Linked DNA regions of Mus musculus: all the other regions are linked to region 1. Evidence: chromatin contacts called from public Hi-C and HiCAR-type data. All regions are on one chromosome and are shown on one strand. The core of a region is the stretch at or near the end of the contact, and the rest is flanking DNA. Distances in the headings are between cores, read along the strand shown.

Region 1 (3,810 bases), core at 510-3,009:
TTCATTCCTGTATCAATCAACAAATCTGAAAAAGCTGGTGGAACACTGTACTAGAAGCAACAACTTGGAAAGTTGAACCTAGTTCTAGTAATGAGTCTTAGGAACGCCATTCTGGCTTAAGTGTTCGAATATCGGAAAAAAATCTACATGTTAGGAGACTAATAAACCTCATTTATTTCCCTTTAAGATGGCCCTTAAATCAACTGTGCTAAGATCACCTGAAGTGCCTGTTACAAAGGCAGGTTGTAGGCTTGGTAATTTAGTTTTTATTAATCACTCCACATGCTTCTGATACAAATAGCCCGCACTGCCCTATCATATCCAAAATAAAAATAAAAAACTAAAAAACAAAGTGCTTACGATATCCCGAATCTCAAAAACTCTTGGATTCGTTAAAAAAAAAAAAAAAAAAAAAAGTACTCACTAAAATTTATTCTAGGTCTAAACCTTTGCTCTGTCTTTATGAATTAAAAGTAATTTTTTTTTTTAAAAGTTAACTTTCAGGTGTTAAGCCAGAATGATTCCTGGTGTCATTGGCAAACCAGAGAAGTCTAAATATTGCCGGAAAGGAGAAATTGGTGCTGAGTATCTTTGTTTCAAGGGGAAAATTAAGGGATAGACATAATTTATTATTAAACGATTACAGAATAAAAATCAACTTAGAACCTCCATCTTTGTCTAGAAATGCCAGTATAAGCATGAATATATGTGGGCTCAAACTTTTATGGCCCCTTCCAACTTGCCACAGTATTAACTTCAAGACACCACAAAGAGAAACAGGCTCACATACCAAAAAAAAAAAAAAAAAAAAAAAAAAAAGTATTACTTGTATTCCAGATGGTTTAGAATATTTGTCTCCAAAATGTGGAGTTGGAATTACACAGTAACAACTTACATTACTATAAAGCCGTATAATTTTTGTTTGCTCTTATTACATACTTCTTTCTGCTAGCACGGGTTAATTTTAGATTTATTAAACACTTTGCATAAAGCACTTCATTCTTTGTGAAGGAAGAAACACTTCCACTACTGAAATGAAGAGACACCCCGAAGATTCAGTTAGAAGTTCGGTGTGAGGAAAACTGGTCTCCCAGTCTTTTATTCGTTGTAAGGGTTTCTCGTCCTCCCTTCACCTGTCATCTCCTCCCCTCATCCACCTGCATCAGTTTCCACACGAGTTCCTCAACTGCATCTGATGGTTCACCTCTCTTGCGTAGATCCGTCACAGCCCTTTTTCACCCGCCAGGGCTCCCGACAAGAAAAGAAAGACTGGAGAGCAGAGGTTGGAGAACAAGGGGACACGGAGACTTCCTCAGCCGGGACCTGAGTGTTCCTGCTCCGCCCTGAGCAGAGCAGCACAGCGTCCATGCTCGCCCTTCCCGACTCCCCAACACTAGCCTGAGGTGAGGGCGCTTCCTTTCGGCCTGCACAGTGTTTCTGACGGCGACGAATAAAATACTACTCTACAGCGGACCTGCGACTGACTCGCAGCAACCTAAAGTCCGGGCGTGACCCAGGGGTGGAGGATGAAGCGACTGCGACATTTACCTCACCCTTCTCCGGCCTGGCCGCTTCCGGCCTTTCCGGGTCGCCCATCGCGCAGACTCCACCAGAGCCACCCGAGCTGAGGAACTGAGCGCGGCCGACCAAATCCTAGTAGGATCAGATCGTCCTGTGCGAACCTCCTCCTGCTCCGGGCACGCCTTGCCGCGCCGGTCCTGGGTTCTAGCCGGCCCATTGAGGGGCCTTCTCTGCGGTGGCTCCGCCCAGGCACGCTACTCTCGGCGCCTGAAAGATCCGCCTTTCCTGCCGGCCCCGCCCCACTGCCTAGAGATCCGCCTACCTCAGCCGGCTCCACCCAGCGTCTCAGAGATCCGCCTACCTCAGCCGGCCCCGGCCCGCCCCGCCAGAGATCCGCCTACCTCAGCTGGCCCCGCCCCTCGCCGCCGAACTCTGCTTCCTCGGCTGGCCCGCTTCTCTTCACTGAGCAGGGTCCCCACTCCGGCGACGGCTGCGTAAGTTCAGTCCGCAGTACCAGAGCACTTCAAGCCTGTTCTTTAGCGTCGCATGACCCCGCCCACTCTTGCTCCCCCAGCTTCCGCGCTGTTGCCCAGCCTGTCATCTGCTCTGAATTCTAGAGCGTCTACTGGAATTTGCAGTCTGCCTACTTGTGCCAGACTACCTGGTACACGAGGTGACTGGCACGCCGGGACATTCCCTAGCCCTCGTGGTGCCCCAGCGACACGGTAGGTTGCACCCAGTCAGTCCAAGAGACTGCCAGAGTGGCTGTAGAGCTGCCCACTGGATGGGATGTGGAAAGCAGGGTGGGAGGTCGACACTGTTAAAAACTCCAAGGAGAAAGGAACTCTTGTATTTCAGCAACCAAAAGGAGAAACTGGAGGGGGAAAGTGTGTGCGTGAATGGAGCTTGAGAATGAGTAGGAAAAATAGCTAAATCCTGGGAAATACCTTGAAGTCTTTGTGATTGTTTAACTGAGTAATATTTATTGAACTTTCACAACCTGATAGGTTCTATTCTGCTAAGCCCTTTATGTGAATTAATCTTTGAGATATTTCCCTGTAGTCGATACTGCAATTTTCATGTTCCAGATTAAACTGAACCCGAAGATAAATAGCCAAGATTAAGCAACCAAAATACGGTAGACTCCAATATCCTTGCTACGGATACTTTTCAAAGCAAAGGTTAAAGTTGTAAAGAGATTCAACACTTTTGTATTGCAAGGGCCAAAGACAGTGAATAATGATGGTGGCAATACTCTTGGTTGAATTGCTTCTATGTTTTCAGCATATGGTACATATATGGTAGTACGACAGAAAAATATAATGAGCGGGATGGGACTGTAGCTCATTAGGTGATGATGTACAAGGCCTTGGGTTCAATCCCCAGCACTACCCCTTCTTGTATACAAACACAAATAAGATATACAAATTAAATAATAATATGGTGAAAGAAGAGTTGAGTATGGTATTGAACACCTCTGATCCCAGCATCTTGGATAGGAGCAGGAGGATCGTGAAACCAAGGTCGTCTTGGGCTAGATGGGAAGATCCAGTCTCAAAGCCAAAAACCAAAAACGTGAAAAAGAAGTAAGAGATTTTCAGTAGATTCTGGAAAGAGCCTTGTTATGACTTCAACATCTGGCAACTGCTTGGTGGTTAGCCTCTAAAATAGAAAGCAGGATAGAAATTTTGCTTTAAGCTCTAAAGCTTAATTAACCTGAAGCGAGTTATCTTTCTTGGAGCAATATGATCAAATGCTGAGTAAAAACTTTTTATATATTATAAAGTTTTCTGGGAGGAAAGTCATTCTCACAAAAGATAACTTACCAAAGATTGCATAGCAAATAAACTACAAACAAGGATTCATTCATTCAAAGTCATCAAAACAATACATCTCAAAGCATTTTTTAAGAGTAATTCTGCATGAAGGCACGGAAGAGCATTTAGATGCAGATAAGGCGACCTGCTTAATAGTCCCTGAAATGTGTTATTTTGGAAGGAAATGAATGCTTAGCGTGGCACAGAATTCCAGTCTGCTTCCTCAAGTAAGTAATATGAGGAATCCCAAGTAACCCTCCCTTCTCAGAGCACAGACATGGAGATGCATTCCTTCAGTGCTTTCCTGATGCTCCATTTGTATTGATTTCTTACAACTTTCACAGCTCTGTTCAATTAGGTCTCTTCAGCTTGCTGAAGAGTTCCACGTGGTCTTCTCACAGGGCAGACAGTATCTCCCAACCCTCCACTCAGCTGAGTGTGGATACTGGACAGCACTTTCCCTCTAGTACCT
Region 2 (3,810 bases), core at 611-3,110, 600 kb before region 1:
CAGATTTGGGGTAGATCTTTCCAGAATCCATCTCTCAGCTCTTGCCATGTTGTACTTACAAAAATGATGCAGTCGTAAAAATAAGCCCTGCGGAATTATACAAAGTACAAGAAGCGTGAATCTGGCCAGTTATCAATGGTAGCTACCAGCAGTAAGTTGGTATGCCATTTAAATATTTCTGTACATTTGAGCCTATGTAAAGGTTAAAAAATGCAGACATGATTATACTATATATACAAATATTCACTTATTTCCTCCCATCTAATATACTAAAGATTTTCAAAGTATAAGCTGATATTAGCATCCCATATTTTTAAATGAGTTCTGTCAAGAAAATATCAAGAAATTTAATGGATGTTTATTGTGGCATTTTCTCTTTTATGAACAGTTATGCTCTGAAGGTCTCTGGGTATGAGGGTGTTTCTGTATGTCAGATTGCTAGACGTGGAGTCTGTGGGTCAGTGTGTGTATGCTTGTAAAAACTATTCTCCTGCCAGACTTACTTTCCAGGAGGCTGAGGGTCACTGTCCCATCTACAGAACCTGAATGCCCTCACCAACGTTAGATCATGACTTCCGCTTTGTCTTGTTTTAGATTTCTTTTTAATATGTCAGTGTGTCTGCTATGTGTGTGCAGGTACTTAGGGAGGCCAGAAGAGGGCACCAGAGCCCTTGGAGCTGTGAGCCAAACACAGAAAATGCTTTAATCTGCTGAGCCACCTCTTGCTCCTTATTTGCACTTTTGATAGTTAAGTTAAAAGTACCACACTCCTGTTGTTTTCATTTGAAAAATTTAAATAAAAGTGCAGTACAGTTTTCACGTTATATTTTCCAATTATAGTTCTCTTCTCGGAAATGCCCTGTTATTGTGTTTTCTCTCCTGCCCTGTTCCCCATCGAGTTTAACAAAGCAGTTTGCTCTCATCTGTTGTTTGCGTTTTAAAATGTTTCCCAGCATGTTATTTTCCTTTGTGGTTTGAGCAACTGATACTTTAAAATGACACATTGTTATTGCTGCTGTTAGCCTTGGTTTACAGGCTTCAGTGTCTCCCTGGAAAAGCCGAACTTTAGGATGATAGTTACACAAAGAATTAACTCACGTTTATTTTGTTCCCGCACTTTCCTGGTCCCTTCTTTCATATTGAAATCTTTCATTTGCTTGAACTTTTCTCACTACCTATCGAGGCTGGTCTGGAGGGCACTGTGTAGCTCACGTAGCTCCCAGGCCTCTGGCCCCTGTCTCTGAGCTCTGGGAATATAGCTGTGTACTGCTACATCCGGCTCCCCGATCTCAGGCTCGCAGTCTCCCTGCCTAAGTGCTGGGATCACAAGCATGTGCCACTACACCTAGCTCTCTTGAAATCTGTTCTCATGTATGGCTACCCATTTAATCCCCCATGGTGATTGGAGGCTTTTTAAAAATACTATCAGAAATGCTACTTTTATCAAGATTGTTTTGCTGAGTGATTTCAGATCTGTCCAAAGGGAGAATCAAAATAAGGATGTATAGACTCTGTGATACCTGCTCAGACTGTGTGCCCATGGCTGGAGCTGCAACTCTCCTTTCTTTTCTCTTCCTGCTAAGGGCAAAGGGGTATGACTTGATACAAAGAGTCAGGGGGCAGAGTTAGTTAGGTTGCAGCGACCCTTGGTTGCCAACTATGACTTAGGGTCCCATTCACTTCTTGGAATCTCATTTTGTTGATCTACAAAGCCAGTGGCTTGGTTTGAATGATCTTGGGAGGTAGTTCACGGAAACCCAGGCTTTTGTCTTAAATGAACTGTTCCAGTGTGTCTCATTAGGAGACTGTTGTACTGAGTGGAATGTGCTTCTCCTCTGTGTGCCCCGTTCTCTGCTGACCCAGTTCCCTGTTATTTATTTTCAGCTGTCTGAGAAGTATGGGCTGCCAGTGGAGAAAATCACAAAGCTTTATAAGAAGAGCAAAAAGGGGTAAGAAAGAAGCCAGGCTCGGCTAACCGCCATGTCTGCAAGGTGCAATTTTAAAATGGCTTTAGTTTTTGTGATGTCCTTGGCCCATGAGGCTAGTTAATGACCTTTAGTGATTGAGGCAGGGTGACCCATAGTGCCTCTCCAGGATGTTACCTGAGGTGCTCCCATTTGGTGACAGCGAGTGTTATAAGTGGGCTGAAGTGGTCTGGACTTGGTGGGGACACTGGGGAAAAGAAGGTCAAAGAACCACATGGAACTTTTTACATTGGTTTCTGGGTGACATAGTAGGGACAAAATTTAATTGGGGTCAAAGAAAATTATTCCAAGGTAATCATTAATGAAATCTCAAATGGTTCTCAGACCTGCTTGCCCACATTGTTAAGAGCAATCAGCCCTTCCTGGTTGGGTGGCCAGGTGGCTCTGGGTTCCCTGCTCAGAGCTTCATCTCTTTTCTCTCATTAATATATCAGTTTACTGATTAGAAAATGAGGCCAGGGCTTGCTTGAACATCCTGCCCCAGGTGTCACATTCAGTAAACAACACAAATTCAAGGGAGGGGTATAGAAGGAGTGTGGGTGGCCTGTGGCCTTGAGACCTACAGATTCGCTCACATCTGCCCCTCCCCCTCAAATGTATTTTTTTTTTTTTATGAATGTGAGTACACTGTCACTCTCTTCAGACACACCAGAAGAGGGTGTTGGATCCCATTACAGATGGTTGACAGCCACCATGTGGTTGCTGGGAATTGAACTCAGGTCCTCTGGAAAAGCAGTCCGTGCTCTTAACCGCTGAGCCATCTCTCCAGCCCACTCAAGGTCTTTCTAAGGCTTTCTCTGCCAGAGTGGATGCCTTTAAACTCTTCTCTGGACCTTTTCCATAAACTATGACCTGGGGTTCTCAGGCTTTCTGAATCTCGATCCTTTGGCTGACCGAGCATCAAACTTGAGCTCTTGTTGGAAATGCAATGAAGGTGGGCTGCAGCTTTTCCAAAGTCAATGCAGTCTGCTGGGGACTCTATTTTGAATGAAGCCTCAAATCTCACAGGCTAGAGAGCCTCAGTGTGGATAAACACCCTGCTGATAACACTGACTTCCTTTTGTTTGTTTGTTTGTTTTTGTTTTTTGTTTTTTGAGACAGGGTTTCTCTGTGTAGCCCTGTCTGTCCTGGAACTCACTCTGTAGACCAGGCTGGCCTCGAACTCAGAAATCCGCCTGCCTCTGCCTCTCAAGTGTTGGGATTAAAGGCGTGCCACTACTGCCCGGCAACACTGACTTTCAGCCTTGAGTCTAAAGTCCTATATATACAAGGCTTTTATCCCAACAACAACCCACTAAGCATGGGTGGTTCTTATTTCTGTAAAAGAATAAACTGAAGCTATGACATTTCACCTGCTGATACCACTATAAAGTGGTTCAGTGAGTTGTTCCCAAACGAAAATCTCCAACTAAAGAGAACGAGACAGACTCAGGCATGTGTTGCTCTTCCACAGGACCCTGGTTCAAGCCTCAGTACTCATATGGTCCCAGATGATTAAGTGTCCTCTTCAGAACTCTGACAGCAGCATACACACATATGATACACATACATATGTTCAGGCAGAACACTCATATATAAAACAAAAATAAAATTAAATACAAAATATTACAGACTCTGGAAGTTGGTTTTCTTGAAACCAAACTGCAATGGAGTAGGCAGCTGAGGAGAGGTGGAGTAGCTTAGGGGTGTGGAGTAGGCAGCTGAGGAGAGGTGGAGTAGCTTAGGGGTGTGGAGTAGGCAGCCGAGGAGAGGTAGAGTAGCTTAGGGGTGTGGAGTAGGCAGCCTAGGAGAGATGGGTAGCTCAGGCAAAGCCAGCTTCAGACCC
Region 3 (3,810 bases), core at 572-3,071, 570 kb after region 1:
GCCAAAGCAACCTTGGTTAAGAACAAAAATGGAAGCTGTGGTATGGTGGTGCATGCCTGTAATCCCCCATGAGGTGTAAGGAGTTCAAGTCTCTCTCTCTGTGTATGTGTATGTGTGTGTGTGTGTATGTGTGTGTGTGTGTGTGTGTGTGTGTATGTGTGTGTGTGTGTGTGTGTGTGTGTGTGTGTGTGTATGTGTGTGTCCCTGTCTTAAGAGCAAAACTTCAGGGACTGGGGAGATGGTTCAGTGGTTAAATGTAGAGGAAATCTTTTGTGCAATGTGTAGAAGCTTTACTTGTCAATAAAAGGCTGTTGGCCTATGAGTTTAGGCAAGAAATAAGAAGGTAGAAGTTCTGGTAAGGAGGATTTCTGGGATAGAGTCAGATACACAGGAGAATTGCCCCAGAACTCTAGTGGAGACAATCACATGAAACTGAAGGACAGGTAACTAGCTGTATGGCTTGGCTTAGGCTAGTTCACACAGGACAATTGAGTTATGAGCTAGCAGAAATGTGCCAAAGCTATTGGCCTAAGCATTTATTCATAATAATCCAGTCTCAGAGTGGTTATTTCGGGGAACAAAGAAGCCAGGTAGTATATATCTGGTTACAGTTATGGGCACTGGCTGATCTTCTAGACAATCCAGGCTCATCTCCAAGCACCCACATAGCAGCTCATACCTGTCTGTAACTCCAGTTTCAGGGCTTCTGACACCCTCACACAGACATACATTCAGGCAAAACACCAATGGATATAAAATAAAAATGATAAATTATAAAAAGAGACTAACCTGGTCTACAAACAACAAAGCAAAACAAAATACAAAACCCTGGAGAGCTTATGCTTGACTTTGTAGCTTGTGCTGGCCTCAAACTGATTTTTTTTTTTTTTTTTTTTTTTGAGATAGGGTTTCTCTGTGTAGCCCTGGTTGTCCTGGAACTCACTTTGTAGACCAGGCTGGCCTCGAACTCAGAAATCCACCTGCTTCTGCCTCCGGAGTGCTGGGATTAAAGGCGTGCGCCACCACGCCCGGCTGGTTTTTACTTTTAAATGTAAAGTTGGAGTTTATTTTGTTCTGCTTGTTTCCTTATTGACCTGGAACTCAATGTTAGGTTAAACTGGCTGCAAATCTGCCTAGCCCTAGATAGCAACCTGTCTCTACCTCCCTTACACTGGAATTCTAGGTTTGGATTGCCATGCCTGGATTTTTAAAAATTTATTTTAATTATGCATAGGAGTATGTGTACCTGAGTACAGATATCTGGAGAAGCCAGCACAGGGTGTTTCTAGAGCTGGATTTACAGCTGTGAGCTGCCTGCCGTGGGTCCTGGACGTGCAGCAAGTGCTCCTAGCCACGGAGCCATCTCTCTTGCCCACAACCTGGATGATCGATCTGTCTGTCCGTCTATCTATCTATCTATCTATCTATCTATCTATCTATCTATCTATCTATCTATCTATCTTTCTTTCTATCTATCTATCTATCTATCTATCTATCTATCTATCTATCTATCTATCTATCTATCTATCTATCTAACACGGGTTCATGGATAGAATTCAGCCTTTCATGTTCGCATGGCAACAACTGCATTATCTCCCCAGCCCCAAAGTTGGAGTCTAGCAATACAAAGTTTTACTATGCTAGCCTAGCTAACCCCGCCCCACCCCGAGATTAGTGCTAAGGTATGACCTCAGCCTCCGGAGCACAGCTTGACTAAGGTCTATTCTCCTCCTTCCTCCTACAAGAAGCTCTCTCAAGGCCTGGCCAGAGGTGGGGGAAGATGGGGTCTTTACAGCCTCCCAGGGCTACCCTGCTCTATTCCTGCAGAGCACTGATGAGTCATGGCTCCTCCCATCTGCCGCTGTCACCAGACCACAAGCTTCTTTCTCAACTCTGACAGAGAAGAGAATATTATGCAAACTAAGAGCCGGAGAACACCACCCCCTCCTTCCCATCAAGAAGCACAGTAGGGGCTCTTTACATAACTCAGAGATTAACAACAGGGGGTACCTGTGGGGAAAGAGTCCCAGGAGAAGCCAGGTGGGGAGCTGGTTTGCTGCTGAGGGGGCCCCCCACCCCCCCCACCCCCAGTTTGCATGTTCAGTAAGGAGGGAGGGTATGAGGCTTGGAAGAGATGTCCTTAATTAAGCAACATTACTATAGCAACCATAGATAATCCACTGATAGATAATGCTAATAGGAACACTTGACCTGTCTGCTGTCATGTGGTGTCAAATCCTATATATGCACCGTATGTAAGCCATTACCAGCTTACTGCGCACAACTCAAATGCTCAGCCAACTATAGCGATCGTAGTGGTGTTATCTTATGTTTCTTTCTTTTAGCTGTTTCTTTGTTCATTCATTCATTCATTCATTCATTCAGTCAGTCAGTTTTAATACAGAGTCTCGTTATTTAGACTGGTCTTGAGCTTCCATCCTTTTGCCTGGGCCTTCCTAAGTGCTGACGTTATAGCGAAGTGACAACTTTGGTTTTGGTTACTATCCTTACCCCCAGGCCTCTGCTGTGCTTTGATTCCCTTACCTTCTCCTCCCCTTCCTGCCCCTGCCCTGCCCTCCCTCCCTGTCTCTTACTTCCTCTTTCCTTTCCACTCCTTATCTCCCCTTCCTCTCCCCTCCTCCATTCCTCTCCATCTCTCCTTTTCCTTCCCTCCCCTCTCTTCATTTATTTATTTACTTTTCTTCCTGACAGGATCTCACATAGCCCAGGCTGCCCTAAAATTTGCTATGTAGCCAACGCTGGTCTTGAACTCCTGATTCTTCTGCCTCAATCTCTCAAGTGGCAGGATTACAGGTGTGTGGCTCCACACCAAGTATAAGCCTTTGCCTGTAGTATTTCCTTCAAAAAACACCTATTGAGGGACTGGAGAATGCTTCAGCTGTTAAGAGCACTGGCTGCTCTCTAGAGGCCCTGGATTTAGTTCCCAACACCCACATGTTGCCTCATAACTGCCTATAATGCCAGTTCCAGGAATCCAACACCCCCCCACCCAAAAGCACCAGACATGCATGTGGAATACTTATATACACACAGGCAAAACATTCATGTTCATAAAATAAAAATGTTTTTAAGTGAAAGCACAACTTGTATTTTTGGCACACCTAGGCCTCTGGGACACATAGAACAGAAGTGTGCTTTTTTACATATATGTTTTCTAATCTAGTTTAACTACTGTCTTGCTGAATGATGTTTTCTGAGCCTAGTTATTTAACTATTCAATGAACTACTCAACAGTAATGGGTATACTATAGAATTGCCAGCAGGACTAGAAATACATGCTATAGATCCAGCTCATGGTTCACACAAGGAACACTCAATTCCGGTATCTCTTAAAAGGGACTTAGTACATATAGCTGTTGAAAAGGATCCTGATACAGAGGAAGAATCTCTTTCTGAGGTCACGAAGAGATCAGCACACCTGGAGTTCAGGCCTGGCTTACCCTCAGGGATTACCAAACCAGACTGTTACACTGGCCAAAGTGATGGAACTTTTGAAGCCAGGTCTGCTCTAAAAATTCGAGTATGGATGCTCCCTATCTTGGACAGATGAGGGACTTCTCTGCCAAGAAAGATTTTAAAACCTTGAGGACTCAAACTCAAGGATAAACTCAGACCTCTTAAATACTCATCATAACAGGACAAAAAGCACAATGTCTTCCTTCTTGGTTCCATGGTGCTTCAAATGAAAGAGGAAGAAACACGAAGCCAGGGGGCCTCTTGTCTCAAAACCCTCCCCAAAGGATGTGTATCGCTGTCGATTACAATCTAGAGGTAACATGTGCTGGAAAT

Evidence for each region. Hi-C and Micro-C count contacts between places; a contact is called where the count stands out from the background. HiCAR-type assays count read pairs that join an accessible place to other places.
Region 2: a HiCAR-type map of kidney shows a contact between it and region 1, with 4 times the contacts expected there. The contact joins the enhancer-like site here to the promoter of Rrm2b in region 1. A contact is called at or near these places in 5 of 39 promoter capture datasets (embryonic stem cells, frontonasal cranial neural crest, hippocampal neurons and 2 more), 11 of 115 datasets of contacts at active chromatin or transcription factors (the SCID.adh cell line, T-cell acute lymphoblastic leukemia, astrocytes and 6 more) and 2 of 9 other capture datasets (adipose tissue and embryonic stem cells).
Region 3: a contact with region 1 is called in a Hi-C map of B cells, with 9 read pairs. The contact joins the enhancer-like site here to the promoter of Rrm2b in region 1. A contact is called at or near these places in 6 of 39 promoter capture datasets (the C10 cell line, the HPC-7 cell line, cranial neural crest and 3 more), 1 of 484 Hi-C or Micro-C datasets (B cells) and 1 of 9 other capture datasets (liver).

Annotation. Positions count from the first base shown.
Region 1 is chr15:37,959,296-37,963,105 of GRCm38.p6, forward strand. Rrm2b (ribonucleotide reductase M2 B (TP53 inducible)) reads right to left here and starts at 1,760. Exons shown (of 9, transcript NM_199476.1): 1 at 1,549-1,760. The coding sequence starts at 1,596. Gm49085 (a long non-coding RNA gene) reads left to right here and starts at 1,863. Exons shown (of 2, transcript XR_003951596.1): 1 at 1,863-2,246.
Region 2 is chr15:37,356,486-37,360,295 of GRCm38.p6, forward strand. It overlaps Grhl2 (grainyhead like transcription factor 2), which reads left to right. Exons shown (of 16, transcript NM_026496.4): 15 at 1,885-1,949. Among named protein-coding and RNA genes, the nearest start is that of 4930447A16Rik, 67 kb to the right of the region's middle. Within about 2 kb of position 1,861, at least 6 of the 459 cell types and tissues checked have an H3K27ac peak or open chromatin away from gene starts, as enhancers often do. A contact at or near this core is called in kidney, where this site is marked.
Region 3 is chr15:38,533,705-38,537,514 of GRCm38.p6, forward strand. No RefSeq gene overlaps it. Among named protein-coding and RNA genes, the nearest start is that of Azin1, 16 kb to the left of the region's middle. Within about 2 kb of position 1,822, at least 147 of the 459 cell types and tissues checked have an H3K27ac peak or open chromatin away from gene starts, as enhancers often do. A contact at or near this core is called in B cells, hematopoietic stem and progenitor cells and neutrophils, where this site is marked.